2 separate regions of the Sus scrofa genome follow, and region 1 is linked to region 2. Evidence: chromatin contacts called from public HiChIP or PLAC-seq data. All regions are on one chromosome and are shown on one strand. The core of a region is the stretch at or near the end of the contact, and the rest is flanking DNA. Distances in the headings are between cores, read along the strand shown.

Region 1 (6,152 bases), core at 3,204-5,703, 100 kb after region 2:
TCTCCCAATGCCTCATTTCCACCATAATCATCCATTACAAAAAGGATTCTAGATGGCGAACAAGCACGTGAAAAATTGCTCAACATCACTGATTATTAGAGAAATGCAAATCAAAACTACCACGATACCACCTCACACCAGTCAGAATGGCCATCATTAGTAAATCCACAAATAACAAATGCTGGAGAGGGTGTGGAGAAAAGGGAACCCTCCTGCACTGTTGGTGGGAATGTAAGCTGGTACAACCACTGTGGAGAATAGTATGGAGGTACCTTAGAAATCTATACATAGAACTACCATATATCCCCACAATCCCACTCTTGGGCATATATCTGGACAAAGCTTTCCTTGAAAAAGACACATGCACCCATATGTTCATTGCAGCACTATTCACAATAGCCAAGACATGGAAACGACCCAAATGTCCATCGACAGCCAATTGGATTAGGAAGCTGTGGTATGTATATACAATGGAATACTACTCAGCCATTAAAAAAGAATGAAATAATGCCATTTGCAGCAACATGGATAGAACTAGAGACTCTCATCCTGAGTGAAGTAAGTCAGAAAGAGAAAGACAAATACCATATGATTTCACTTATATCTGGAATCTGATATATGGCACAAATGAACCTTTCCACAGAAAAGAAAATCCTGGACACGGGAACAGACTTGTGGTTGAAAAGGGGGAGGGGGAGGGAGTGGGATGGACTGGGAATTTTAGGGTAATATTGCAAACTATTGCCTTTGGAATGGATTCACAATGAGATCCTGCTGTATAGCACAGGGAACTATATCTAGTCACTTACGATGGAGCATGATGTGAGAAACAGAACATATATGTATGTGTGACCGGGTCACCTTGCTATACAGTAGAAAACTGACAGAACACCGTAAACCAGCTATAATGGAAAAAAAAAAAACTTAAATTTAAAAAAAAAAGGATTCTAGGAGCTCCCTCCTGACACAGCAGGTTAAGGATCTGGCATTGTCACTGATGTGGCTCTGGTAGGTGCTGCGGCACAAGTCTGCTGCTGGCCCAGGAATGTCAAATGCTATGGTGCAGCTAAAAAAATAATAAAGTATTCTAAAAGGATAGTCATGGGTATTTGAAAGCCCTTTCTAAGTAGCAGGGATTTTCACTTCAATGTGTTCATCATTATTATTGTATTAGAGTACACCATTTTCCGTTATGGAAAAAAACTATGGTACCATTGCCCTTTATGGAGTTCCTGTTGTGGCGCAGTGGAAGCAAACCCGACTAGGAACCATGAGGTTGCAGGTTCAATTCCTGGCCTTGCTCAGTGGGTTAAGGATCCGGCATTGCCATCAGCTGTGGTGTAGGTCACAGATGCAGCTTGGATCTGGCGTTGCTGTGGCTATGATGTAGGCCAGCAGCTATAGCTCCAATTCAACCCCTAGCCTGGGAACTCCCATATGCCACAGGTGTGGCCCTAAAAAGACAAAAAAAAAAATGCTCTACACTATATGGAAGCTAGGTTGATTTTTTTTTAAAAGTTAATGTTAACTAGCCCTGTGAGAAGGTCCTGTGTGCTTCCTGAAGTGAGGAGATTGAATGGTCATTTATTACATTATGATATTGTGATTAGAATCTGATAAAAAACACAATCTTTTTATTAAAATGAGAGTGCATACACACATATACATACGTGTGTGTGTGTGCCATTTAAGTCAACAATCATATCTGGGACTTGGCTACAGGTTTCTGCTATCTCTTGATTTTAAAATGAGAAGATTAAAAACTGAGATGCGAGATAACTTTTAAATGGATGGAAAAAAATAAGTCCCAATGGATATAGGCCTGGATAATTCAGAGACAATGCCTTGTAACTATACCCTACTTTTAAATTTTCAAATTACTCACAGAGAACCGATTGCCAAACTTGATTAGGCATTAGCATCACCCATGGGGCTAGTTCACAAGAGGAATTCCTGAACCCCACCTTTAGAGTTTCTTCTAAAATAGGAACAAGATATTTACCTTTTTGTTATAGTTGATTTATAATGTTATGACAATTTCTGTTGCACAACAAAGTGACCCAATCATACATATGTATGTATGTATGTATGCATGTATATATATATACATTCTTTTCTTACACAAGTCAAAATGGCCATCATTGATAAGTCTACAAATAAGAAATGCTGGACTGGGTGTGTAGAGAAGGGAACCCTCCTACACTGTTGGTGAGAGTGCAAATTGGTACAACTGCTATGGAAATCAGTATGGAGGTGCCTCTGAAAACTAAATATAGAACTACCATATAATCCAGCAATCCCACTCCTGGGCATATATCCAGACAAAACTCTAATTCAAAAGATACATGCACCTTATGTTCATTGCAGGACTATTCACAATAGCCAAGACATGGAAACAACCTAAATGTCCATCAAGAGATGAATGGGGGAGTTCCCGTCGTGGCTCAGTGGTTAACGAATCTGACTAGGAACCATGAGGTTGCGGGTTCGATCCCTGGCCTTGCTCAGTGGGCTAAGGATCTGGCGTTGCCCTGAGCTGTGGTGTAGGTTGCAAACACGGCTTGGATCTGGTGTTGCTGTGGCTCTGGTGGAGGCCAGCAGCTACAGCTCCGCTTAGACCCCTAGCCTGGGAACCTCCATATGCCTCGGGTGAGGCCCTAGAAAAGGCAAAAAGACAAAAAAAAATAAATAAAAATTAAAAAAAAAAAGAGAGATGAATGGATATGGAACATATATACAATGGAATACTACACAGCCATAAAAAAGTATAAAATCATGCCATTTGCAGCAACATGGGTGCAACTAGAGATTCTCATACTAAGTGACATAAGAAACAGAAAGACAAATACCAGATATTTTTCACAAAGTCCTCAGAAAAGTCTGAAGACTATATTTTGGGAGGTGTTAGCAAACTCATTCTGATAAAAGTTAATTTCATCAAGGTTCTTATCCCTACTTTGCATCATACCAGCTCTATAGCAAATCATTTAATCCCTCAACTTCAGCTTTCCACAAATAACTAACACTGAACTATCAGAAGAGAAGTGTAAATAAAGCTCTGTAAGAAATCACAGGAGGGAAACCCCTTTTTCCATGATCAGGGAAGACCTCAGGTCCCTCCTTCAATTTCTCACAATCCTTTATTTATATTTCTCATATCTCAACAGTAGATATTTGTAACTCAACATACCATATCTACATGAATTCATAAAGAACAGGATCACTGGTTTTTCAGATTTGTATCCTCCACTGTACTTAACTCTTATAAGGAAAAAAAATAGAAATTATAGTTACTATTTAAATGTAGAACTCAGAGTTAATTTTTAGTTCTTTTAAAATAAACAATGAGGGAGAAATTTTAGGGCACCAAAAGAATTAGAGACCAAAAATTAATTATACTACAGTTTTACTCCCCATCCCAAACACTATTATACAGTATTCACTTTGAGATTTTTAAATAGCTGAGCACATCTGAATCTCCCACCTTTGGTGGAAGGGAGGAGGAACACAGAAGAGCTACCCAGAATCTGACACAGGCTGAGGAAGAAGAGGCAGTTTAACCCTTAGAGAACTGCTTCTGGTATAGAAAATAATTGGCTATAATAAAATCCAGTTACTCTTCTGATACAGATTCAGTGTGTAAATAATCAAGAAGCGCAAAAAACTAGACAGGGAGAGTTCTCCCAGTAGCTTTGCAAGATGACAGGCTTTATTTGCTGCCATTTATGAAATTAATCCCTGGACAAAGACCACGCACAGATTTAGCTTGATTTAACTACAAGAGACCTCAGCCTCAGTTGGTAATCCCATTTGTGTCCTAAACGCTTGGGGAAAGAGCCTCTTTTATTCTAAATGTTAAAAAGCTTCAGGCCCATAAAAATGATTTCCCCAACATTCTCCCAGAATAATCATACCTTTTTACATTTCCACTCGATATCGAGTTGTAACATTGTCCATTCACTGGGGTCTCTAGAGTCACAAGCCTGTGCTCAAATTCTGATTGTACGGTTTTCCTGCTGTGTGACCCTGAGAAAGTTAAATTCTTTGACCCTCGGGATGGAATCTGCCAAGTGGATGTAATGACTTAGCGCACGGATTTGTTGGGAGGCCTGAAAGCAAGAATGAGGTAGTCGGTGCCGTAAACACTGCAAGCGCCCAGTAAATGTGAAGGCAATGATGACGGTATTTTCTAGGTTACGGTTGCGGGTAGAGAAGTGGCGGAAGGTAGTGAACTGTTCAGTCTGCCATTTGAACTCCTGCTTTCTCAGCTAATACCCCGCGGAGGAAACTCGCCACCCTGCCGCCTCCATCTGGGGAGAGACCCCTGACTGGATGGAGAGCCGAGATAGCCCGGGCGTGACCCCAGTCACCAGGCCGGAACCCAAGGCCAGAGTCTCTATCTTCGTCCGTTTCCACCCGGGACTCTCTGCTGGGTGGACCGGTGCGAACGCAACTTCCGGCCAGAGCCGTTTCCGGCGCGGTTGCAGAACGCCGCTCTGGTTCCCTGGGTCGAAGTGAGCGCCGCGGTCGCCGTGGGGAGCTTGGCGTGGTCGCACGCGTGTTATCATGTGGCGGCTGCTGGCTCGCGCCTGCGCGCCCCTCTTGCGAGCGCCTTTGTCAGGTCAGAAGTCCCGTGGTCCCTCTAGGCCTTGCCTCCCGCCCGCACCCTCCGCCCCATTCGTGTATTCTCGTACAAAGACTTTTCACGCACTGGAGCACCGGGAGGGCACTGCCGCCTCTCTCGCCTAAGATTCTTGCAAAATGGTCCCAGCCTTCGCGCAACCTGGAGTTGGCGCCCAGCGTCCCCAGTTGTTCTCTTTTGGGGGACCAGAGCCTGTGAGCCACTTTAATGGAATCCGCGTCCCAAACCCACGAGACACCCCAGTCCGAAGCATCTTTGACCCAGAGTGTACCGGGCCCTGGCTTTGTGGCCTTGGTCATTTAACTTGATCTGTCGTTGTAGATTCTTGGGCAGCCCCGTCCGCCACTGCTGGCTTCAAGACGCTGCTCCCGGTGCCAACTTTTGAAGGTGAGAGCTTATCTGTTTTCAAGTTCGTAAGCCTTTTTAGTGATGGAACCCAGCTGAGGGTAGGTGAAGAAAGGGAGTGTTCAGAGTTCTCTCGTGGTTCAGCGGGTTAAGGATCCGGCATTGTCACTGCTGTGGCTCTGGTTACAGCTGTGGCACAGGTTCGATCTCTGGCCCACGAATTTCCACATACTGTGGGTGTGGCCAAAAAAAAAAAAAAAATAGTGTTCTTGTGCCCCTTCTCCCAGTCACCAATTCAGTAAATATGTATTAAGAGCCTGCTACATTCCAGGAGTGTTCTAAACGCTTCTAGAACAAAAGAGACCCCCCACCCCCACCCCGCAAAGGCCCCTGCTTTTAAGGAGCAAATGTTTAATGGAATTTCTCCCCAATAGTATTTTACTGGTGAGTGGCCCACAGCCTACCTCTCAGCTAGAGCTAATTGGCTTCAAATTTAGACTTACGTTTTTTTTCCAAATGAGGTTACATATATGCATTCATTAACAGCATTAAAAGAAAAGCATTTGTTTAAAAAAAAAAAAAAGGCAATTGTTAATATAACAGTTAAGGTAAGCCCCCATTTGGTAAATCTGACTCTTTCTCTTTCTTTTCTTTCCTCTTTTTCTCTCTCGGCTGCACCCATGGCATATAGAGGTTCCCCTGGCAAAAGACTGAATCTGAGCTGCAGTTAATCCTTAGCCCACTGTGCTGGGAGCAAACCTGCACTGCCACAGAGTGGATCTTTAACCCACCATTGCCACTGTGGAAACTCTGGGGGGTTTAGGTTTTTTTGTTTTTGTTTTTGTTTTTTTAAATATAGGAAATCTCAAGAAAATGAAAGGAGCCTGGTTCTCTGAGGGCCTTATCTTCTACATATAATTGTGAAACTACTACAAGCACTGGAGTACATATGAGCTTGGAGGCAGGGGAAAGCATTACTAAGTTCTCTGTAGCTCTCATATAGAAGTAACAGGTGCAGTTTCTGTAGCTTTAAGGTCTCTTGTTTTATACTTGACTCCATCAAAGAGCCATGATTGTTTACTATAGCAATGCTTTAAATGACTTACAAGTTACCTTTTTTTTTCCGTATTGTCAAATTGCCAGACATGATAAAGACAGAGCATGT
Region 2 (6,712 bases), core at 2,264-4,763:
TAATAATTAAACAAGACAAAAAAAGAATTACAAAATACTGTAGTGAAAACAATCCTGGAGAAAAGAGAGAGAGAGAGTGAGTTCCTGTTGTGGCTTAGCAGTAACGAACCCAACTAGTATCCATGAGGTTGTGGGTTTGATTGATGTCCCTGCTCAGTGGGTTAAGGATCTGGCATTGCCATGAACTGTGGTGTAGGTTGCAGATGCTGCTCAGATCCTGTTGTTGTGGTTATGGCATAGGCCAATAGCCGAAGCTCCAATCTGACTCCTAGCTGGGAACTTCCATATGCCAAAAGTACAGCCCTTAAAAAAAGAAGAAATAACCCTCATTCCAGTTAAGAAGAGTGATCATCTGCACACAATTCTTGTTCTTCACATTCTTACTCCTTATCATCCATTAAACACTCTCCCTTCCACCAAAAAATTGTACCCTGGAAAAAAGATTCCTTGCCCTTTTTCTATATCCATGGCTAAACGATCCATACAGCAGATGCTCAGTACATGTTTATTGAAGTTGTACCCAGGATAACACAACCTAGCATTAAACTGGGACTAACACCAGGACTTTTGGCTTGGTTCAACCTGAGCCTGCATTTGGCTCCATCTCTGACTTGCTCTGAAGTTCAGATTCTTGTATCTATTTACCTACTTGACATGGCCACTGATCCAAAATTCATCTTTCTCTGCAAACTGTTCCATCTGACTACCCAGATCCTAAATCCTAGACATTAATTTTGATCCCTCTATTTCCTTTATTCCCTCATCCTTCATATCTAATCCATCAAATCCTGGTCACTGCACTTTTCAGAAAGGTCAAGTCTGTCTACCTATGAGCCACACTGACTTCCTTTCTGTGCCTTGAGCAATGCCAAGCTTTCTTCCAAATAGGGTTTTGCATTTTGTCTTCCTTTAGTTTGGACTGCCCTCTCCCTGAAGCACCTGTGGCTGGCATGCTTTCATCCAGAGCATCCTGCTTCTAACCCCTGCCTTTCCCTGTCTTATACCACTCTCACTTTAAAGCATTTTCTGTGATACAAAATTACCATTTATCTGTTTATATGTTGATCACCTACCTTTTATGCCAGAAAGCCAGCTCCGTGAGTTTGATGGCTTTGTATTTCCTGCTAACTGCCCATCCCCTAGGACCTAAAAGCGGAGTCTGGCATTGGGAAGACACTCAAACATTTTTCATTAATACATGAGAAAGGGAAGAATTTGACCAGAAAGGAAAATCACAGTGTGTTTCCCCGTGTTCAGAGAAAGTAAGCATCATACATTATCACTTTCAAGAAAAGAAAAGATTTTCTTGGTTGGTGGGTTGTTTCTTGAGGATAAAGAATTCTGCTGGAAGAAAAGACAGCCTCTCACACTAGACTGAAAATACCTCAAGGCTCAGGACTTTTCTTTATAATTTTTTTTTTTTTTTTTTTTTTTTTTTTTTTTTTTTTTTTTGCTTTTTAGGGCCACACTGTGGCATATGGATGTTCCCAGTTCTCAGGCTAAGGGTCTAATCAGAACTACAGCTGCCACAGCAGGTTCAGGCTGCCTCTGCAACCTACACCACATCTCACAGCAATGCTGGATCCTTAACCCACTGAACAAGGCCAGGGATCAAACCCATATCCTCATGGTTATTAGATTCACTTCCACTGAGGCAGTAACAGGAACTCCCTATACCTAGATCTTAATTCTTCCTCACCATAGACTAGGACTCTTCCCCGCCCCCTCCCAAATAGACAAGAACATGCAGCCACACCTGGGGAAGGAAAACAAATACTGACTTGTCTGGGGACTTACCAAACTCCATGTCATAAGCTGCACTCCCTGCAGATGGCACTGTTTAATAGTTTAGAAGGAGCCATGAGAGGCTTTTGGAGGAAAAACAAACAAGACGGGGTGAAATTTTCTTTACTCATTTTACAAAATTGAACATCTGTTTCAATTTTTCCTTGAAACTTAAGAGTCCTACAACTTTAGATACACCATTATTTTATGGACCAATAAGACTAATGATATATCTGACACATTTCATCACTTAATTTTAATAATCTTAATCTATGCACATTATAAGAGTTATAAGAGTTTGTGTGGACATTTTTAATCATATCACTCTTATGCTGCATACAAAAGCAAAGGTAAAAAAGATACCAGGTTAAAGTAATAATAAAACATTATCATAATGAGTCTAACTGTTGTAAATTACTTCTTGATTCAATCAACAAAGATCACGTTTTCCCACATACTTATCATCCTTTGAGACATCACAAGCATCGATAATGCAAATATCTCTTAAAAGGGTGCTCATTCTCATCTCTAGAATTGCCTTCCAATTGGCAACCCCCATGTCTCAAATTTCCAGGCTGACCCTCTTTGATCTTACCAGGGGATGTCAACAAAAATTTCAACTAAATTCATGCACAAGTGATCACAGCTACACCACACCTGTCCATTGGCCAATTGCAATGCCATTGGTAATAAAGCCTCTAAAATTTGGATGAGTCTTATTATACAGAAAAAAAAGTGCTTGTTAGAATGAATGAAATATCTTACACATCTCTGTTCTTACCACTGGAGATACAGAAGTGGGGGGGTGGATAATCTCAAGAGGGTTAATACTGTAATGAAGGGATACAGACAATAAAAAATAAGCAAAAGATAGATCATATTAGATGGTGATAAACACTATGAAAGATTTAGAGCTGTACATGGGGTAAAATTTTAAATAATTTCCTCAGTCAAGGAAGGCCTCTCTGAGAAAGTGACTTTTAAGCATAGATCTGAAGTTGTCACATGAGCCAGCCATAGAAGAATAGGGGGCAGTGAGAATTCCAGGCAGATGGAACATTAAGGCACAATAGTCTGAAGGCAGAGCATACCTGGCCTATTCAATAATGGCAAGGAGCTCAGTAGCTAAAGTAGAGTGAGGACAGACAGACAGAACAGACTAGTGGTTGTCAAGGAGGAGGGGAGAAGGGGGAGAGATGGTTTGGGAGTCTGGGATTCGCAGGTGCAAACTAGTATATATATAGAATGGATAAACAACAAAGTCCTACTGCATAGTACAGGGGAACTATATTCAATATTCTATGATAAATCTTATGGAGGAAAAGGCTATGAAAAAAAGTATATATATAATGAATCATTTGTACAACAAAAACTAACACAACATTGTAAACATTTCAATAAATTTTTTAAAATAAATACATGGATATGTGTATACGTATAACTGAATCACTTTGTACAGCAGAAATTATCACAACACTGAGAGTCAACTACAATTCAATAAACTTGAAGGAAGGAAGTGAGGGAGGGGGAAGGTTGAGGTGAGTGGAGTATTATAACAGGAACTGAGTGCCAGCATTCCCAAGCCCTCTTCCCCGAGCAGGATACATAATGTCCCCGGGCCATAATTAAGGCCAGAACTTTTACCATTGAGTCAGAAGGGAGGAATAGGCTCGGCACAGAGGATTTTTAGGGAAGTGAAACTATTTTGTGTAATACTTTAATGGTGGGTACAGGTCATGACACATTTGTCCAAATCCACAGAATGCAGAGCAAGAGTGAACATTAAGGTAAACTATGGACTTTGGGCACGTATGATGAATCTACATTGACACAACAGTCACAACAAATGTGCCACTTTGCTGGGGGAGTTGATGATGGAGAGGCTGTGCCTTTGTCGGGGCAGAAGGTATATGGGAAATTCCTGCACCTTCCTCTCAATTTTGCTGTGAACCAAAAACTTTTTTAAAAAATTAATGTTTAAATACAAGAATACATATTATCTTTCTCTTAATAGTATCTAAAAAACAGCTTTGCACATAATTTTTCCTCCCATTCTCTTATTTTTGTGGGTATGATAAGAACAATTAGCCTAAGATCTATTCTTTCAGCAAAATGAAGTATTGTTTCCTCTAGGCACCGTGGTGTACAGTAGCTCTCTAGGACTTACATGGCATTGAGATAACTGGAAATCCACATGCAAAAGAATAAAACTGGGGGAATTCCCATCATGGCTCAAATCCGACTAGGAACGATGAGTTTGCGGGTTCGGTCCCTGCCTTGCTCAGTGGGTTAAGGATCCGGCATTGCCGTGAGCTGTGGTGTAGGTTGCAGACATGGCTCGGGTCCTGCGTTGCTGTGGCTCTGGCGTAGGCTGGCAACCACAGCTCCGATTAGACCCCTAGCCTGGGAACCTCCATGTGCCACAGGAGCGGCCCTAGAAAAGGCAAAAAGACCAACAAAAAAAAAAAAAAAAAAAAAGAATAAAACTGGAGTCCCATCATACACCATACACAAAAATTAATTGAAAACGAAATAAAGATTTAAATATAAGACCTGAAGCTATAATTACAGTACTGAAATTAAACATGATTTAAAAACTCCCAAAAAAAGTCCAAGACCTGATGGCTACACAGGCACATTCTTCAAACATTAAGAGTTAATACCTATCCTGAAACTATTCCAAAAAATTGAAGAGGAAGGAATACTTCCAAACTCCTTCTATGACGTCAACATTACCCCATACCAAAACTAGACAAAGATACCAGAAAAAAAAAAAAAAGAAAATTTACAGGCCAGTATCACTGATGATTGAACATAGATGCAAAAACCTTCAACAAAATATTGCAACTGAATCCAATGACACAGCAGAAGGATCATACACTATGAGCAAGTGGGATTTATCCAGGGGTGCAAGGATTTTTCATTATCCACGAATCAGTGTGATACACCACATTAACAAACTGAAGAAAAAAATATGATCATCTCAATAGATGTAGAAAAAGCTTTGGACTTTTTCTACTTATGACAAAAACTCTTCAGAAAGTGGGCACACAGGGAACCTAATAATGTAATTTACATTCCCACTAACAGTGTAAGAGGGTTCCCCTTTCCCTGCTCCCTCTCTAGCATTTATGTAACCCTCTTACACTGTTAGTGGGAATGTGATAGTCTATATGGGGAAAGAATCTACAGAATGGGAAAACAAGTTTCGAACCACCTATCTAAAAAATGGTTAATTTTCAAAACATATTAAGGAATTCATACAAATCAACAGCAATAACAATAGTGATAACCCAATTTAAAATGGGTGAAAGAACTTAATAGACATTTCTCCAAAGAAAACATCCACATGGCCAAGAGATATATGAAAAGATAAGCAGCCTCACTTATCAGGGAATTACAAATCAAAACCACAATGAGATATCATCTCACATCAGTTAGGATGGCTAAACAAAAGGCAACAAAATTTTATCAACAGAATACAAGAGACGTCAGTAAAAATGTGGAGAAAAGGGAACCTTTGTACACTGTTGGTGGTAAAATCATGCAGATGCTGTGGAAAACGGTATGGATGTTCCTCAAAAAAACCACAAGGTAAGCCACCAATGTTACCTCTGTGTGTGTGTTATCTCAAGAGGAATTGAAATTAGGGTCAGCATTATTTACAATAGGCAAGACCTCAGGGCAACCTAAGAGCCCACTGATGGATGAATGGATAAAGAAAATTATATACAATTACTCAGTCTTTTAAAAGAAGGAAATCCTGACATTTGTGACAATATAGATGAACTTGAGGAATATAATGCCACGTGAAATAAGCCAGACACAGATACAAATTCTGTATGACACCACTTATGTGAGGAATCTAGGAGTTCCCGGCATGGCGCAGTGGTTGATGAACCTAACTAGGAACCATGAGGTTGCAGGTTCGATCCCTTGCCTCGCTCAGTGGGTTAAGGATCTGGCATTGCCATGAGATGTGGTGTAGGTCACAAATGCGGCTTGGATCTGGCATGGCTGTGGCATAGACCAGTGGCTACAGCTCCAATTTGTCCCCTAGCCTGAGAAATTCCATATGCCATGAACATAGCCCTAAAAAAACAAAAACAAAAATACCACATCATATACTTAAAAGTTGGCTAAGAGGGCAGATCTTATATGTTCTTATCACAAAAAGCAATAACTAAAGAGGGTGGGTGGATATGCTTACGGTATAGATTGCAGTTTCATGAATGTATATTTATCTCTAAACTCATCAAGTTGTATATATTAAATGGGGACAAGTTTGTATAAATTAGTTATTAAAAAAAGAAACACAGGAGTTCCCATATGGTGCGGCAGTTAAGGATCCAGCGTTGTCACTGCTGTGGCACAAAGTGATCCCTAGCCTGGGAACTTCTAAATACCATAGGTGCAGCCAAAAAAAAAAAAAAAAAAGAAAAGAAAAAGAAAAAGAAAAAGATACGTGCACCCTGCACTATTTACAATGGCCAAGACATGGAAGCAACCTAAATGTCTCTCAACAGATGAGTGGATAAATAGGGTGTGAGATATACGTATTTTTTTATATATTCCATATATATATAATGGAATATTACTCAGCCATAAAAAAGAATGAAATATTGCCATTTGCAGCAATGTGGATGGACCTAGAGATTACCGTAAGTGAAGTCAGAGAAAGATATAATATTACTTATATATGGAATCTAAAAAACAAGATACAACTGAACATATTTCCAAAACAGAGACTCAGAGACATAGATAAGAAATTTATGGTTACCAAAAGGGAAAGGGTGGGGGACGGATAAATTAGGAGGTGGGGAGTAAACATATACACTCTACATGTAAAATAGATAACCAACAAGGTCCTACTGTACAAGTTACCAACAGTCCAATATTTCTCACCTCTTTGACAATAGCCCAGAAC

Evidence for each region. HiChIP or PLAC-seq counts read pairs in DNA pulled down with a chosen protein or histone mark.
Region 1: a contact with region 2 is called in an H3K27ac HiChIP or PLAC-seq map of alveolar macrophages, with 4 times the contacts expected there. The contact joins the promoter of MRPL16 here to the enhancer-like site in region 2.

What each region holds. Positions count from the first base shown.
Region 1 is chr2:11,685,058-11,691,209 of Sscrofa11.1, forward strand. MRPL16 (mitochondrial ribosomal protein L16) reads left to right here and starts at 4,454. Exons shown (of 4, transcript NM_001244967.1): 1 at 4,454-4,621; 2 at 4,964-5,029. The coding sequence starts at 4,567.
Region 2 is chr2:11,584,993-11,591,704 of Sscrofa11.1, forward strand. It overlaps a transcript of LOC102158414 not described here. Among named protein-coding and RNA genes, the nearest start is that of TCN1, 45 kb to the right of the region's middle. Within about 2 kb of position 3,514, at least 1 of the 83 cell types and tissues checked has an H3K27ac peak or open chromatin away from gene starts, as enhancers often do. A contact at or near this core is called in alveolar macrophages, where this site is marked.